Regions from separate parts of the Sus scrofa genome. Here region 1 is linked to region 2. A link is a contact called in public Hi-C data. All regions are on one chromosome and are shown on one strand. The core of a region is the stretch at or near the end of the contact, and the rest is flanking DNA. Distances in the headings are between cores, read along the strand shown.

Region 1 (4,995 bases), core at 2,341-4,840, 51 kb after region 2:
CCTGGGAACCTCCATATGCCGTGGGAGCAGCCCTAAAAAGACCAAAAAAAAAAAAAAAGAGAGAGAGAGAGAGGGAGAAATACAAAAAATACAATACCACTTACATGTGGAATCTAAGATATGGCTCAAATGAACCTATCTACAAAACAGAACAGGCTCATGGTCGCCAAAGGGGAGGGGAAGGGAGTGGGATGGACTGGGAGTTTGGGGTTAGTAGATGAAAATTACTACATTCAGAATGAATAAGCAATGAGGACCTACTGTATAGCACAGTCCTAATCTCTTGGGACAGACCATGATGGAAGATAACATAAGAAAAGGAATGTATATATATGTATGACTGGGTCACTCTGCTGTACAGCCGAAATTGGCACAACATTGTAAATCAACTATAATTTTTAAAAAGTAATTTTAAAAAAACAAGAGCCTAAAAGATTCATGCAAATTGGGGGAAAAATCACTACCTGTATCCATATATAAGTCAGCCACCAAGCTCAATATGCCAACTCTGAAGTTTAAACCATCTCCCCCTCTATCCCAAGATAACTCAAAGATCTAGGTTCTTAGATTCCCCCCAGCACAGATGGCACAGGGGTGGCCAAAATTGGAAAAAAAAAAATCCTGCCCTGGACAGTTACCAGAAAGGGACAGACTTCCAATCCGGGGATCGCTTTGTTACAGCACCTAAGTATCTCAGTTAACCCCTAAAATACATGGGGAAAGAATGGTATTAGTAACTATTGCCTCATTGGGTTACTGTGAGGATGAAATGAGAGGGCTGCACATGGAGTCCTTATAATAAACATCTGTAGTACTATTATTACCCCCATTTTCCAGATGAGGAAGTGGTAAGTGAAATGCTTAAGACCATAAAGCTAATACTTGGTAAGCCACAATTGGAACTCATATATTCCTCCCCAGAGCTGATCTTGTGATCCCTACATTATTCTGCTTCAAGAAGGATAAGATGAGATAATACATGAAGAACTTGGCTGATCCCAGGGTTGTGCTCAGGACCACACCATGGCTGAGAGCATGGGCTGTGGAGGCCAATGGACATCTGAAGACATCCAGCTCTTCTCTGCTGCTAATATATTTGTGATTTGGTCACAAGGCCTGACTTTCTCATGTATAAAATGAGAGTGATGCCACCAATCTCACAGAGCTGCAGTGAAGGTACACAAAGGGAACATGTACCAAGAACTTATGATCGAGCCAGGTGCCAAAACGACTCAAAAATGCAGGTATCAAAAGTAAGGAGGGGAGAGCTGGGGCCTCCTGCCCCTCCTCTGCCTGCTCGTCCACTTCCTTTCTGTGGACACTGGAAATCATAACCAACATTTGTGCAACTTTCACTGATGGAGAACAGCACCACATCATCTCTTCAACACAAGCCTGGAAGGAGCTAAGGCAGAAATGATTCTAGGATTTCCCGTAGTGGCTCAGTGTTCACTAGGAATTCAACTAGGAACCATGAGGTTTCAGGTTCGATCCCTGGCCGCACTCAGAGGATTAAGGATCCGACATCGGCATTACCGTGAGCTGTGGTGCAGGTCGCAGACGTGGCTCGGATCCTGCATTGCTGTGGCTCTGGTGTAGGCCGGCAACTGTAGTTCCGATTAGACCCCTAGCCTGGGACCCTCCATATGCTGCAGGTTCGGCCCCAGAAAAGACAAAAAAAAAAAAAAAAAAAAAAAGACAGACGCACACAAAAAATGATTCTAATTCTCATTTCATGAATAGGAAGCTGAGACACAGTACTCCCAGAATCACATTAGAGGTAAACGGCAGGCTGGAGTTCAGACTGAGCTGCAAACCTCTGATCAGCATGCTGTATGGACCCTCATCCAGCTGCCTCTCTTCCCAAAACGTTCTAGGTCAGACGGAGGAATGTTTCTCCATGAATGAATGAAGGAATGAATATATTTTAAATTTGACAAATGAAAAATTTTTGACAACTGTACAAAAAAAAAAAAAAGAGTGACAATGTAGAAAGGTCAAATCTGTGTCCCACCTTGAGGTAGCTGTGGGTCCCTGCTGCTACCAGCCTCAGTTTCCTGATGATTGAAGTAAGTATTCAACCCCCTCTGCAAGATTCCCTGGGCATCAAATGAAGCGCTGTGTAGCTGGCACTTGCTAAGTTTCTAAAAACAGCAAAAAAATCTAACGGTTGTTCCTGGGGCAATTCAATACCTGCTAGGCACTGCGGGAGACGCCACCGCGGGGCGGGGAAAGACAGCAGTTGCCTGGGGAAGTGAAAGAGGAGCCCATTTGGCGGATTACAGGAACGAGCCGCCAAGAACAGTCACTCTTCTATTCGTGTGCCCCAGCCTCTCCAGCCGGACCTCCCGACTCTGGCTCCCGCAGAGAGCGCGCCCCAGGTTCCACCTGCCCGGCAGTAAGCGCGCCAGGCGAGCCCCGCACCCGCCACTCCAGAAGCGAGCCGCGGCGCCCCTTGATCGCTCTGGGGAGGTCCCGGCGCCACAGTTCGAGAGCACAATCCTACTCAGGGTAGAAGGCTGAACGCTGGCCTCCCTACTCCTCTGGGAAAGGAGAGGTGGAGATGTTTTCCGAATGCGAGCGCCGCGCGAGAACCCAGCCGCAACGGAAAGAAACAGACCCCACCGGCGCCTCCACCCACGTGGCTCCCGCTCCCCCCGCACTGTCCTCCCTCCTCGCCCGCACCCCAGCTCCCTACCTGCCGAAGTGCCCCACGCGGTCAAAAATCACCTCCAAGTTGCCGGCCTCCATGGCGCCGCCGTGCACCACGACCGCGCGAAACTCACCAAGTGCCGGGGGCTGTGGGCACCACGCCCCGCCCCGCCCAACCCAGCTCGGCGGGCACCGCCGCCGCAAACCACCCGGCCCCCTCCGCCCGCCCGCGGGTCCGCCCAGGCTTCTGCGTCCAGTGCGCGTCAAAATGCTCGAGCCGCACGCGGACCCAGGTTGTGTTCCTTTCTCTTCCCTCCGAGCTAATCCCCTAATCCCTGTCGCCGCGGCCACTCGCCCAGCGCTGTAGGGTCCCGGAGCCTGCGATCTCCCGGTGCGCCCACCCCCAGGTCCGCCACTTCCCGCGCCCTCTCCTCCACCCCAACAGACCCTTGACACTCACCGCGTCGGTTTTGGTCGCCAGTCTGGAAGGAAGCGCCTGGAAAAAGGCTGTTACCCGACAGCCCAAGAGGTGGGCATGTCGAGACCCGGGTTCGGTCTGGAACCGCGCGTCTTGCAACCATGGCTCTCAAACTTTCGTGCTTGAGTCAGCCGCAGGACTTGGTTTTATATTCACATTTCTGGACTCCACTCTTGGGCACAAATATCGCTTTCTCGGAGAAGTCCAACAGTTTGAGGGGCCAGGACAGGGCTCTACAAAAGCAGAGCAAAAAGAATGGATTTTGATGACTCTAAGAAGCCTCAGGACCTGGTGGGGTTGTGTGAAAGATCTTTTGTTGACCAAAGGGCAAAGGGAACTCCCTAGGAATAAACGTTGAGAAGAGTGAGTACAGCAAACTTGTACTTTGAAAAGGACTTGAAAAAGTGAGGAAAGCCTATCTTCCTAAGTTCTTCCCTCCCTTGATTGTCACGGAGCCTAAAAGAACACTACTAAGATTTATTTATTTTTGCTATGCGTATTTTCTTTTGAAATACAAATATTCCTGGAATGATTATTCCATTAAGTAATAAACAGTTTGGAATGGATTTCTCTGATTAGGTAGATTTCTGCTAACTAGAGACATTTAAGGTAGGAAATGCTACGGAGGTACAGGTGGCGGGCGGGGGAGGGGGGGGAGTGAGGAGTAGCTTTGCCAAGAGCTGACCCTAGGCAAAGATGGGAACCACAGAGACCAGTCAAGACCCTCTATTGCTTCAAAGCACCAAAGGGAGAGTTACCTGGAAGAGATAAGGGGAAGGTTGAACTTTTATCTGCTATTCTAATAACAACAAATAGAAATGACACATAGGTAAAATGGACGAATTCCTTGAAATACAAACTACCAATACCCAATCAAGAAAAAAATAGATAACCAGAATAGCCCTATATCTATTAAAGAAATTCAACGTGTAGTTAAAAACCTTTGCAAAGTTAACTCCAGGCCCAAACATTTAAGGAAGAAATCATACTGACTTTTCACACACACACTTCAAGAAAACTGAAGAGTAGAAAATACCTCTCAACTCATTCTGACTCATTCTATGGGCCAATATTACCCTGATACCAGAACTAGGCAAAGACAAGAAAACTATAGACCAATACACCTCATGAACATAGCCACAAACAATTCTTAACAAAATGTTAGCAAATTGAACGCATCTTTACATAAAACACAATACGTCATGACCAAGTAAGTTTTATCCCAAGAAAGCAAGAAAATCGATCAATAAAATTTACCATACTAACTAAAAAAGAAGCACTTGACAAAAAACCCAACATCCTTTCACAATAAAAAACACCCAACAAACTAAGAATAAAAGGTATTACGATGTTTCTACCCATAGAATATTTCTGACATGAAATAGGAGTGGGGGTTCCTCATACCAACAACAAATTATCCAACTCTCCAAATACCTAAGTGACCTAAATTTAATTCAATTCTAACACTAACTGCTTGGAGTTAGCATTAGATCCCACAAATTAAAGGCTCAGTCCCAGAGTGCTGTCCCCTACTTCAGACGCCAATCACAAGCCCCAGGCCTCTTGTACTTCTAATCAACTAGCTACAAATCAGGGGTTCCCATGACCCCCTCCTCCGGTTCTATTATTTGCTGGAACAGCTCCCAGACCTCAGGAAAACACTTTACTTACATTTACCGATTTATCATAAAGGGTATTATAAAGGCTACAGATGAAGAGGTTCACAGGGCAGGGTATAGGGGAAGGGGCACAGAAGGCATGCCACCTTTCCAGCACCCCATTTGTTCTCCCAATCCCACAGTTCAGGGTGTTTTATGGAGGTCTCTCTACACAGGCTTGGTTGATTGAATCACCGGCTATGGGTG
Region 2 (4,708 bases), core at 1,665-4,164:
GTAAACTTGCTGATGCTCAATCAACATATGGCATGAGCAAAAACAAACCTTTGCTTTTAAGCTGCTAAGATTTGGAGGTTCTTTTTGTCCTGTAGCATAATTAAGCCTTTCCTAACAGATGAACCAACAAGATGTTAAAGGTTCACCTTGTACTTATATTCACATCCAGTTGTCTTTGTCAACAGAATTCCCACAATACCATTCTAACATCTATCATAGCTGACAGAGGAGCAAAAATCCCTCTCACCTGGATAAACAGGAGGAATAAGCATCCCGGCTGCCACATCACTTGTAGTCTCAGGAGTGAACTTGTCTGAAATGACTGTAATGGAGCATCCTGGTACCAATTTGAAAATGCACACAGCAGTGGAGAGCCCCATCACACCGGCCCCCACAACTGCAATCCGTACTGTATCCATGGGCCTGTGAGGAAGCAAAGTGTGAGCTACATACTTTGTTTTAAAGATTATTCCATCCAGGACAAAGTCTGACCCTGAGAGTTATTTCCTTGGATTTGTAGCCTCTCCAAACATGACCTTTCCTGCCAGCATTTCTTGAGATAAAGACAGCTCCTGGAGTTCCCGTTGTGGCTCAGAGGTTACAAACTGGACATAGCGTCCATGAAGATGCAGGTTCAATCACTGGTCTTGCTAAGTGGGTTAAGGATCCAGCATTGCCATGAGCTGTGGTGTAGGTCACAGATGTGGCTCAGATCTGTCATTACTGTGGCTATGGTGTAGGCCGACAGCTGCTGCTCAGATTCGACCCCTAGCCTGGGAACTTCCATATGCCACGGGTGAGGCCCTAAAAAAGGAGGGGGAAAAAAGAGAGAGAGCTCCCTCTAAGTTCTCTTCCCATTAAATGTCAGAGTAAAGGCAAAAAAATCTCCATGGAGTTGAGACATCAGCATAAACCAGCCTGGAGTTGCCTTTAGAACATAGGCCAGGTGAGTAGGTCTGCATTTGAAGGGAGATTTCTACTCATTCCTAAACCACTTTCCCTATGGGCACAGCCCAGGGAAGTTTGATGAAGTAAGCTGGATGAACAGAGCAGCAGAGCTGCTTCCAGAAACCTCCTGAGGAGCAGCCACTGAAGGGCATGACCCATAGGCAATTTAGAACCCAGCTCTTACTGATCACAAACTAGTTTTTAATTATAAAAATGTGACACAAAGTCTGAGCAACCAGACTCGGCATCTCTTTTCCTGCTCCCCACTCTAATGGGTGAAAACCTTCCCTCCATCCTCCCCCTGACTCCCCCCACACACACCCCCTCTACCCCTGTCCTGAAACCTCACCCTTTGAGAGCAGACTTTCCAGATAAGGAATGTGGCTTTCTTCGTGGGCTCAAGTTCTAATTCTATACCCTGGGCAGTGACTCCCAGTCTCCTTGCCTCAACTCCCTCATCTGTAAACCAAGCTAGATGAATTCTTTTTTTTTTTTTTTTTTTTTTTTTTTGGCTTTTCAGGGCCACAGGTGTGGCATATGGAAGTTCCCAGGCTGGGGGTTGAGTAGAAGCTGCAGCTGCTGACCTACAGCACAGCCACAGCCACAGCAACATGGGATAAGAGCTGCATCTGTGACCTACTCCACAGCTCACGGCCATGCTCATGGATCCTTAACTCACTGAATGAGGCCAAGGATCGAACCCACATCCTTATAGATACTAGTCAGGTTCATAACCCACTGAGCCATAATGAGAACTCCCAAGCCAGATGAATTCTTTATTAGCGCCTGTGGATGGTAAATAAGAGAGACCCACTGAGGTTGTCATATAAGGAGGGGTTCTTCTAAGACTTCATATGGAAATGCAGGGGACAGATATTCAGAGGCCTGGGCTGGGCATCCTGAGACTAGAACCCAAGATGGGAAGCAGAGGGTTGACGAAGGCTCGATGCCTTTCTACTGCCTCACCTCCAAGCAGCAGGAACCCCCTGAGCCCTGTCCACTCTCAGCTTCCCTGTTCCCTATTCTGTCCCTGCTTATCTTCAGTCCCTGCTGTTAACCTTTCCTTAATAGGTCTCAAGTAGAAACTCCAGATGGAGAAAATGCAATTGGTCCAGTTGGTCATCACTTTGCCTTCTGAACAAAGCTCCAGCACCAGGCCAGCTTATTGGGGTAAGGCAGGCTGTAAAGCTGCCCTTGGCACAGTTGCTCTTCCCTGTCCAATCAGCGGCAGCCAGAGCATCAGGTCATGTGGTAAAAATCATGGCCACCTGCCCGTAAAATTCACTTTTCCTCAGGAGGGGGCAGGCGGTTCCCTCTGCTGTGCACAGGGCAAGGGTGACAGGGTCGGCTGCCAGGGCTCTCTTCCAGCTCTGATGGTCTCCGGCACAAAGATACTTTAATGTCCTCCACTGTGATTTTGTGTCTGTTATTTCTATTTCTCAAGCCGTACAAACATTTCCTCAGCCGTAAGTTTATCTGACTGCTCCCCAGTGGGCTGGCTAGCTGAGAAGGAGCAGGATTGCCAGGCGGGAGAGAAGCGAAGTGAAGGGTGCAGGACAAGGGGCAGATCAGTGGAGGGTGGCCACCCTGAGGAGCGCAGCCTTGTGCCTGTCCCCTGCCACGTAGAAAGCAGGCACCTATCCCCTTATGACTTTCTTATTTCACAATGGCCTCCCCTCCCCAGCAACTTTCTCAAAATAGCTCTAATAAGTTGAGAGAGAAAGGAATCTGTGGCTGAGAATATCCAGCTATCGGGGAAGAGAAAAGTGACCCAGCAAGGTGAGTACTGTCTGGCCTGGAGACCTGTGAACCACTGTCACTTGATCCCACTAGGACACGCTCCTAAATTCCCAGAGTAGGCTCAGAACCACCCCTGAGCCCAAAGCAGGAGGATTCAAGTACCTGTCTTTGAGAACGCAGCCTTGGCACCCACAGAAGGCTCTGGCACCAACTCTTGTTTTCCCAGTGAGAGGCTGGTCTAGTTCCCTGAGAGGCAGGAGAAACAAAACTGCTTCCCATTGGGGAATTTATTAAGGACAGTTCTTCTAACCTTAATTTCCATTGGTCCTCATGCCTGCGTCTCTGTCAGTTATTCCTCTGGAGAAGGGAGTGATTGACCTCATCTGGAAAGCTCTGTGGAGCTGCAGCTCTTTACTGATCTCCCTGGAGCTGGTCCACCCTCAGCAGCCCTTCTCTTTCTAGTTTACAAACACTCTGTCTTGCCACAGATCTGGAATTTCTCCAGCTGACTTGTAGGCATGGGAAAGATAGGGGTGAACCTGTCCAACTTCCAGTAAGTTCCACCTAGAAGCAGACACTAGTTTCCTCATTTGACTGCCCAGAGTGAGCTGTCCTCTCCCTTCGGTTCCTGGCTCTGCTGGGTCAGCTGGTGGGGGTGGGAGTGGAGGGTGGTGAGGGCAGAATAATATTGTTGATCACTAAGATGATGACCTGATAGCAGCTGGAAAAATTACTCAGGAGGTAATCTAGTATAAGGACCAAATGATTCTTTAGCCCGCATATTCAAATATTTGCTCAGTGTCCACAATGCAGTAAACACTCTACAATAAGTTTGTTTACAAGGAAGCAGTTTGAAGTATCAAAATAATGGTAATAACATTGTAACTAATAATGTAACAATTGTAACTAATAATGGCATTAACCCTGTGCCAGCTATATGCATGATACCATATAACATAGTCACCCTATAAGCTAGGTACTGTTATTAATATCCCCACTCTATAGATGACTAAATTGAGCCTCCAAAAGACTAAGGAAGGGGGAGTTCCCTTCCTGGCGCAGCGGAAATGAATCCAGCTAGGAACCATGAGGTTTCAGTTCTGATCCCTGGCCTCACTCAGTGGGTTAAGGATCCAGCATTGCCGTGAGCTGTGTTGTAGATCACAGATGCAGCTTGGGTCCCGCGTTGCTGTGGCTCTGGCGTAGGCTGGTGGCTGCAGCTCCAATTAAACCCCTAGCCTGGGAACCTCCATATGCTGCAGGTGCAGCCCTAAAAAGACAAAAACAAACAAACAAAAAGGTCTAAGAAAGGGCCCAAAGTCTCTTGGCAAAGCCCCATCTGAGTGTTAGATTCTAAGGCACAAGGTCTTAACCTGTACTTTGGTGTCTGGAAACTTGTTTGTTTTACCGTGAGCAAGTCAGCCTACTTCTGAGTTTCAGTTTCCCCATTCAAAAAGTGGGAATGAACTAAATTTTTGTGAGCACATGCTGAATTAAAATGTGTAAAATTCATTCATTTATATATATGTACACATATATGAGCATTTACTATAAAGTCAATCAACAAACATTTACAGAGTAATCCCTCTGTCCAAGGCATGCTCCAGGGTTGACAGTGATTTAAGTATTGCTAAAATGATGCTTTCTCCCTTGAGAAAGGAAACAAAGTGGACTAAGGCAGCCCTCTAATAAGCAGCACCAACTTAGGCTTTGGGGGCTCAGGAGAGGGGAGCATGTGGACCCAAGTTCGGGAGCGAGGATGGGAAGTGAGGAAGGCTCCAGAGAATCAGTGAGATCTGGACGGACAAGGAAGAGGAGGGAGGGGCACCTCAGGGGGGAGGATGGTGTGAGCAAAGCCATAGAGGCGATAGTTCAAAGAGAGCTGAGGAAACAGTAGGTGGCTATATAGGGTTTGTGTGAGAGTGGAGGGTGAAAGTGTCAAAAATCTGGTGAGGATGGAGGACTCTATTTGAAAAGTATTGGGAGCCATGGAAGATGTCTGAGAGGACTTCTTCCTTCC

The links. A called contact is a pair of places that touch in the nucleus more often than the background predicts.
Region 1: a contact with region 2 is called in a Hi-C map of fetal liver, with 1.8 times the contacts expected there. The contact joins the promoter of SLC22A16 here to the promoter of DDO in region 2. A contact is called at or near these places in 5 of 47 Hi-C or Micro-C datasets (epiblast stem cells, fetal liver, heart right ventricle and 2 more) and 1 of 2 datasets of contacts at active chromatin or transcription factors (skeletal muscle).

Annotation. Positions count from the first base shown.
Region 1 is chr1:76,464,677-76,469,671 of Sscrofa11.1, forward strand. SLC22A16 (solute carrier family 22 member 16) reads right to left here and starts at 3,591. Exons shown (of 8, transcript XM_021091125.1): 1 at 3,113-3,591.
Region 2 is chr1:76,414,233-76,418,940 of Sscrofa11.1, forward strand. It overlaps DDO (D-aspartate oxidase), which reads right to left and starts at 2,915. Exons shown (of 5, transcript NM_001097426.1): 1 at 2,851-2,915; 2 at 248-423. The coding sequence starts at 419.